Linked DNA regions of Mus musculus: region 1 is linked to region 2. The links are chromatin contacts, called in public ChIA-PET maps. All regions are on one chromosome and are shown on one strand. The core of a region is the stretch at or near the end of the contact, and the rest is flanking DNA. Distances in the headings are between cores, read along the strand shown.

Region 1 (4,197 bases), core at 860-3,359, 280 kb after region 2:
CCATCTGGAGCTGCATGAGCTTGCTCAGTTCGGGATCATATGAGGAGCCCAGAGGCTCGGCTGCTCTCGAGAGCGACTGCTGCTCTTGAGAGTGTCATTGCTTTACCTAATTGGTCTTTCTGAGTCTTGAAACCCAGTATTTGGAAGGACCGTATATGGCCCTGACCCATGAGTTATGGTACGTGTTCTTTCCTGAATGGTAGTTCAGTTTCATTGTTGAATAAAACGGCAGTTTTTGGGGGGTTTCCCCAACTTTACACCTTTTTCTATCTGCTGTTTTGAAGTCGTCCACACTTCTCCATAATCTGTTTAAATGTAGGCTGGACACTCCCTATGTTAGTAGTAGAATTATAGGATAGCATTAATACATTTGAAAGATTCTAATAGAATTTTTATAGATCTGCTTGGTCTACCTAGAGAGTTCCAGACTAGCTAGATGTGAGACCATCCCTCAACAAAAAAACAAAACAAAATTACAGTGTAATACATCCAGGGAAATCTGAACAAACATCTTTAAATCAACTGGGCCACCAGTGACACACAGGAAACAATTCCACTCAAGTTGAATTCACTTAATTGGTGACTTTAATTATGATTACTTCTAAGACTCTGAGTAAGGGGCTACTTCCAAGGCAGGGGCAACTTACAGGAAGTTATACCACTGAAGTAGGTGCCACCTTCTCCCCTTGAGAGATCTCTGTGAAGGGATGTTTTAAGGCCCAGTCTTTTAATGACAGCTGACATCATAGCCATCCTGATTTTAAGATGGCAGTAGTCATGTCATGTTCAGAGAAGAGTATTCTGTAATGGTTTACATCACAGTACTCCCTTCTTGTTTTTATTTTTGTTTTGTTTTTGCTTTTTTTTTTTTTTTTTTGAGACAGGATTTCTCTGTGTAGCCCTGGCTGTCCTGGAACTCACTCTGTAGACCAAGCTGGCCTCGAACTAAGAAATTCGCCTACCTCTGCCTCTCAAGTGCTGAGATTAAAGGCATGTGCCACCACGCCTGGCCAGTCCTCCCTTCTTATCTATAGAGGAATTTTGATTTTTATAGTGGAGCTGTGTTAAACACTGTATGCAAATGTCTAAAGGAGCCATGGCCACACAGGAAGTAGGTAGCAAGGCTTACAAAAGAGCCAGTCTAGTGTTAAGAGTCAAGAAATAATTCTGCTTTGCAATTGGGAAAATCCTTTACCCAGGAGTTTTACTAAATCCAAGTAGGTTACCTCAGAGGTTGCCTGCTGCTCTCACTCAGTCTTAAAGACTGAAAAGTTAAACTTAGAACCCTGACGATGTGAGCTTAGGGCTCTGGTTCCACAAAATTCCCTTTCATTTATTCATTAAAATTACTCTGCCCAATTACTCTGAGACTCACAGCTATCAGAATACCCATTGGTTGGCTTTCTGCAATCTATAACAAACCGCTTTTAAACCACCAGTGAGAAAACTCCCGAGGCTGTGAAGTTCAGACTCTGACACAAAAGCCCTCTAAGTAAAGTGCCGGTTTGCTTCACCCCAGAAGTTGTGTTAAAAGCCATGTGCACATAGCTGTCTTTCCACAACGTTTTTTAAAGGCAGTTGTGTAATGCAAGTGAGCGCCACCTGTGGTTTTAGGCTTTGTTGCTGAGAACGTGAATTTCTTCATTTCAGTTTTGTAATGTGTGGTAAAAGAATGGAGGAAATTAACTGAAGAGAAGGAAAAGAGGAGGATGGGTAGGGAAGGCTCGCATCTCTCTCTTGAGGCTATCAGTGAATTGCATGAAACTCACCCCCTAGACCCTCCAATTTGCCTGAATTCCATAATTTGAGGTTCACAGCGGCGGTAAAATAAATGGCTTTGTGGTCTTCAGTACTTAAGCATGAAAAGGGGAGACTCAGGAGAGGGACTCAGCTCTCATGAGCCTGTCCCCTGCCACCAGTGCTATGACAATTACTTTGTAATGGCTGAATAATCTTCTAGCCATAAAGCTAGAAACAGACGAGAAAAAGCAAAATATGAACTTGAAAGTGGAAGTGTTTGATGAAGGAGACAGCAGGGGAATGTGAGCTTGCACTGCAGCAGGAAACTCCCCGTGGCCTCCCTGTCTTCCCTCCAGACACCGTGAGTCAGTTGTGGCACCTGACAACCATCACCCCTTAGTCCTGCCTTGTGGTTGGTCTTTGGAGTAGGGAGGTCTAGTTCTTCAGCTGCACAAGGCCCTGGTTCACACTTAGTTTACTTTATAGATGGGATTCCCCCCCCCCTAAAGACGAAACAATGTCAACAAAACAGACTGAAGAAAAGGGTGTGTGTTAGCTACCTCTCTTATAGCCAGGACAAAATATCGGGAAACAATTTGAAGGGACTACACATATCTTGGCCAACATTTTTAGAGGATTCAGTCCATTGTGTGAGACAGTTCACATCATTGTGGCAGTTGGGAAGCAGGGAGAGAGGTGGGATACAGGGATATATAGGCCCCAAGGATGCCTCTAGTGATTTAGTTCCTCCAACTAAATACCGCCTCCACTTCCACCACCTCTCAATACACTCTCAGATTATATTATAATTTGATCATGGGACTAATCTGTTCAGTATCTCAGATCTTCATTATCGGATTGTTCCAGGAAACACTATCACAAACACATGCCTTTCTAATCCACTAGCTATCCCTCAATCTAGTCAAGTTGACAACCAGGACCAACCATTACACAGACATATCTAACGGCCAGGGAGGAGAAGGATCAGGGACATGATGCTGCAGGAGGGACAGTGGAAGGATCGATGACACAGAGCCTGGAACAGAAACTGGCAGCCACCTTCCAATGTTTGTGAAGTCGTAGTGAGGAGGCGGAATAGATGTGTCACACAGAAGGCCAGCCCTGCAGCATAGATGCGTCACACAGATGGCCAGCCCTGGGTGGTGAGCAGGCGCTGATGGAGCCTGCATCTCAGCTGTATTAGTCAGGATTTCTATTGCTGTGATGAAACACCATAACCAGAACGCAAGTTAGGGAGGAAAGTTCACCAGCTTACATTCCCACATTGCAGTTCATCATTGAAGGAAGTCGACAGGAACTCCAGCGGGGCAGGAGCCCGGAGGCAGGAGCTGATGCAGAGGCCACGCAGGAACACTGCTTCTATGTTTGCTTCCTATGGATTTCTTGGCCAGCTTTCTTTTTCCTTTCTTCTTTCCTCTCTAACTCTCCTTCCCTCTCTCCCTTTTTTTCTCTTTTTTCTTTCTTTCTCTCCTCCTTTTTCTCTTTCTTCTTTTCCTTCTCCTTCCCTCTCCCCCCCCCGCCCCCCCTCCTTTTGAGACAGGGTTTCTCTGTGTTACCTTTGCTGTACCAGAAGTAGCTCTGTAAACTAGGCTGGCCTCAGCTTCAGAGATTCACCCGCCTCTACCTCCTGTGTGCTGGGATTAAAGGCGTGCTTTCTTATAGAACCCAGGGCCACCAGCCCAAGGATGGCACCCTCCTGGGCTGGGCCTTCCTCCATTAATCTCTAATTCAAAACTGCTCTACAGGCCTCCCTGCAGCCTGATCTTATGGAGGCATTTTTCTCAGTAGAGGCTCCCGCCTCTTGGATGACGCTAGCTTGCCAAGTTGACATAAAACTGTCCAGCACAGCATCGAACTCAAACCCCTTTGTCTCTATTCTTAAGAAGCTCCAGTCCTACCATTCTCATTGTTGCTAATGAGAAATAGGCAACGCTTTACTGTAGAAACAGCACCTAGGGAAGCAGTAAAATCGTCTCAGCACTGGGGCGACAGAGGTGCCCAATTCAAAGAGGGTAATGCAGAGGTTTGAAGAAAGGGACTGGGCTGGGGGTGGAGAGATGGCTCCGAGGTTAAATGCTTGCTGTTTTTGCGGAGGAACTGAGTTTGTTCCCAAGTACCTCCATTGGGAGGCTCACAACTGCCTATGACTCCAACTCCAGTGGGTCTGATGCCCTCTCTGGTCTCTGAGAACCACCCCCACCCTTACTCCCCCCAAAAACTAAGAAAATGTTTGTTTGTTTGTTTTAGGGAACTGAAAGTAAAGGGCAGTACAATAACTTGGGTACAGCAACAGCACGGTAGCTAGAACTCCAAGAAACCTGATTAGCTGTAACAACCAGAGAGGGCAGGGCACATAGCTACAGGATGCCAGGGAATTCAACCCACTCCACTGATCCTCTGAAAGACCAGGAAAGGATGCCATGAAGCTAATTAAGG
Region 2 (4,093 bases), core at 274-2,773:
AGGGCTGTTCAGCCCCACCTCGCTCTCTTACTTGTCTTTCTCACTCCTTTGTTCTCTCACCTCTCACTTCTTTCACTCTTCTCTCCTTTCTTCTCTCTGTCTTTTCCTCTCCTCTCCTCTTTCCCTCTTACTCTCTTTCTCTCTAGCTGTTCCTCCTCTCTCTCTCTCTCTCTCTCTCTCTCTCTCTCTCTCTCTCTCTCTCTCTCTCTCTCTCTCCCTCCCTCCCTTCTCCCTGCCTTTCTATAATAAAGCTCTAAAACCATAGAATGTCTCTGCTCATCAAGTCCCACGGTGTTTGGAGGATGGGACAGGCTTTCTCCTAATGAGCCATTTCTAATCTGTTAGAAGGCCTTCCTGTGCTCCAGTCAAGATCTGCTGCACTCACTCTCACAGGTGTTGGGAACCTCTTCCCTTACCCCTCTCTCCTATAACCCTGGTGGCTTTAGCGAAGTAGCTCCGGGGTTCCTAGGTAGGGCTGCCCCTTGGCCGCCCCCTGAAGGGTCAGAGGCTTGAATGCTCACCCAGGGCTGAGTAGAAAGTGTATGGCAGCTCTTCCATGCCTGATAGACCAGAGGATAGGGAAAACTCTGGAGGGTTGTGGGTTTTTCCTCCCTCCTCTTCCCCAGGCCCCCCTTTTTAGTTCCCATCAGTTACCTGGCAACAGTCAGGTGTGCCTGACTCACTATAAAAGGGGCCACTTGTCTCCTCCTCACTCTCCTGACATCTTGCTCCTGCTTACCCCTCTTTCCCCATTCCCCTCCCCCCTCTCTCTCCATGTGCTCATGACCTGATGACCAGTCTCTCCTCCCCTCCCCTCCCCTCCCCTCTCCTTCCCTCCTCTCCTCTACCCCGCTCCCTGCCTCTCTCTTGACTTCCATCCCATGCTCTAAACAAACTCTATTCTATACTATACCCTTGTGTGGCTGGTCCCTCAGGGGGACAGAGATGCCTCAGCATGGGCCTGCAGAGGGCCCTTCCTCCACACCTTACCATACTTCTACCAAACATATTCCTTCTCTCCATCTTTTTTATAAAACACAACAACGGGTAGTTGTGAGTCTCCTAATGTGGGTGCTGGGAACTGAACTCAGGTCCCTGTGGGGGCAGTATGCTCCATATCCCCAGCTGAACCAGCTCCTGATCGCCCCCTTCTGATTTCCTTCCTTCCATCCCCTCATTCTGCCGATTGAAACATGGGTAAGTCTGTGTTTTGGGGGTGAAATTATACCATTTCGAAATTTTGTTTTGCCACTAACCACGAGGTTACTTGACAGTTCCGTGCCACTGGGTTCTCTCTAATTAACAATCATAACATAGACAGTCTCTGGGTCACAGGTGTTCCTGCGCTGGTTAGCTTAGCTGTTTTGGTTTTCTGAGACGTGGCCTCACTCTGTAGCCCAAGCTGTCTATGAACTCATGAAGCCAAGGCTTGGTGTCACACTCTTGGCAATCCTGCTGCCTCAGCCTCCCCTCTTTGAAGGATGCCTGTGGGATATTTCACAGTGCTGCTTGGCCCAGCTGTGAAACCACAGCTAAACCCTCCCAGTTCCTCTTTGTGGGCGGTTTACTAAGTTCCTCTATGTCAGTCACTTTCCTTGTCAGGGTCCGATTCTGGGTCTCCCTAGACTCACAACATCCAGTTCATCTTGTCAAAAATGTTCTTATTCATGGCTGGCTTTTTTCCCCCTAGTCTGTAAAATGGTTGCAAATACCCAGGTAGCTCAACACTGAGTTAAACACATCTCACATGTTAGGCACGCCCTTCCCCTAAGGTTCAAGGTCATCTGAGCCCAACTGCAAATGCAGATGCAGCCTTCACGAGGCCTTGCACTCTCTCAGGAGGCTCTTAAGGAACCAAAGCAAGCCTCTGGGGGAGGTGACTTGGCCAGTGTTTGTTGTGTCCTAGGATCTTAGTTCAACCCAGGTTTCTTTCTCAAGCTCTTTCCTGCCACTAAAGTCTACAAGCTCTGGAGCAAAAGCCAAAACACACCCTTGCTTCCCTAATCTGTTTTTGTCATTTGTCCTTCCTAGGGGAATAAGCAATGGCTACAGCAAGACTGACCTTGGACAGACTCCTCGTCCGTCCTTGCCTCCCTGTCCCAGTGCTGGAATGGCAGAGGTGTCCCATCATGCCCGGCTTGTGAGAACCCAACCTTATCATGGGAGACTTGAATCTTAATCCACATTGTAATAAAGCCCATGTATTGTTGTTGAAGAACCCTGTGGGGCATTGGGCTTTACACAGACAGCTTGGTCTCCAGTCAAGCTGAGGTTGTGAAACCTGGTAGGACCTGGAGGTGATAATTCACCTGTATGGGATGAGAGGCGTTCCCTCATGTCTCCTGGACTCCTGGCTCCTGTCAAGTTTACCCCCCCCCCACAACCCCCACAGGAGAAGTGTGTGGCTAGTAGTTGAGTAGACAATGTCCCAAGCTTCTGACCTTCAGGCTAGACTACTCCCAGTTACCTAGCAACAAGATAACAAGCCCACCATAAGAGGGGCTGTTTGGCTCCTTCTCACTCTCTTACTCTCTCCCTCTTACTCTCTTAAACTTTTACTTTCCTTATTCTCCCTCTTACACTCTCCCTCTTATTCTTTCCCTCTTACTCTAGCCTTTCTCTCTCTCTCTCTCTCTCTCTCTCTCTCTCTCTCTCTCTCTCTCTCTCTCTCTCTCATTTCCCCCCTCTCTCCTTTTGACCATGGCCAGTTTCTCTCTCTTTTACCTTCTCTCTTTCCCCTTGCCTTTCTACAATAAAGCTCTAAAACCATAAACTGTCTCTGTTCATCAAGGCCTGCCGAGCTTGGATGATGGGATAGGCTTTCTCCTAATGAGCAGTGCCTAATCTCTCGTCAGAAGGACTTCCTGTGCTCCAGCCACGGACTGGACTAAGGACTCTCACCTGCGTGGGAACCTCTTTCCCTCTGCTCTCTTTTCCGTATCTCCAGGGCCGAGAGTGTCGCCCTGGGGCCCCTGGTATCGGGGGCTGCCCCTTGTCCACCCCCAGCTGCCGAGTGGGGTCAGTGGCTTCACACAGCCAGATGCCCACCCAGGGCCGAGTGGAAAGCGTCCAGCAGTCCTCCCGAGTCTGCCTGCCCAGAGCACAGGAATTCTGGCAGGACATGGGAGCTCTTCCTCTTCCCCCATACCCACAGTCCCTGTCGTAGTGCCCTATGACTGGATGGCTCTCCGAGCTCGGATATAAAATGGAGGACTCCCTTTTTCATCGTGGTGTTCCTGTCTGCCTGGCTTTATCTGCAGAGTCTCCTGCAGTCATGGGTGGCTGGCCTTGCCTGAAAAGTAACTCGTACAGAGCTCTCCTCAAGGCTGTGTAACTCAGCACATAAGCCCTGCTATGGCTTCCTGCCCACATGATAATTAGCTGCTGTAATATGTCCCATCAGCCCATCCTGCCACATGATGCTATGGCCAATCAGCCCTTTCCACTGTACCCCTAAAAATGTTCTATCCCTGGAACAACAAAGCAGACTTGTCTTGCTGCAGCAGTCTCCAGAGGTCCCTTAGTCATACCTATAGCCATCTGATCCCTGCTGCCCTCCTCTGCTTCCTTGTCCTCTTGGGATGGTGGCCAAGAGCCTCAGAGAAGAAGGGAAGGCCAAACTATGTCCATCAGTGTCAACAATCAGGCCAATATTCATCTATTAAGGTACCTCATATTTCCCCCCCACCCCCTCAATAGGGAAGTTTTTCTAAAAATACAATAAAGGCTAGGAATCAGGTCAGGGACAGAGCACTTTTCTGCCATGAACAAAGCCCTGGGTTTTGTTTAAGCACCGCAACATGATACATTTATTATACAAGTATACCCGAACACACATATATGCAATACCATTGTTACATGAGAAAATTAATATTGTCTACCTAGTCAGTTTATGAATTTCACCATTTAACAGGCAGATTTTTTTTCCTTATTTCATATCTTTGTATCCAGATCCAAGCAGAGTACACGCCACTGCTTATTAACATGTGTCTCGGTCATTTCCGTCTATCAAGTCTGTTTCCTCTTCTTTAATTTTTTTGGACTGTTTATTTGTTGAGGACACCAGATTGCTGTCCTGTAAGTTTGATACTCT

Evidence for each region. ChIA-PET counts read pairs in DNA pulled down with a chosen protein or histone mark.
Region 1: a contact with region 2 is called in an RNA polymerase II ChIA-PET map of memory CD8 T cells, with 11 read pairs. The contact joins two enhancer-like sites. A contact is called at or near these places in 1 of 115 datasets of contacts at active chromatin or transcription factors (memory CD8 T cells) and 1 of 9 other capture datasets (liver).

Annotation. Positions count from the first base shown.
Region 1 is chr6:136,963,227-136,967,423 of GRCm38.p6, forward strand. Pde6h (phosphodiesterase 6H, cGMP-specific, cone, gamma) reads left to right here. Exons shown (of 4, transcript NM_023898.4): 4 at 1-257. The coding sequence ends at 43. Among named protein-coding and RNA genes, the nearest start is that of Pde6h, 11 kb to the left of the region's middle. Within about 2 kb of position 2,110, at least 151 of the 459 cell types and tissues checked have an H3K27ac peak or open chromatin away from gene starts, as enhancers often do. A contact at or near this core is called in memory CD8 T cells, where this site is marked.
Region 2 is chr6:136,682,343-136,686,435 of GRCm38.p6, forward strand. No RefSeq gene overlaps it. Among named protein-coding and RNA genes, the nearest start is that of Plbd1, 22 kb to the left of the region's middle. Within about 2 kb of position 1,524, at least 105 of the 459 cell types and tissues checked have an H3K27ac peak or open chromatin away from gene starts, as enhancers often do. A contact at or near this core is called in memory CD8 T cells, where this site is marked.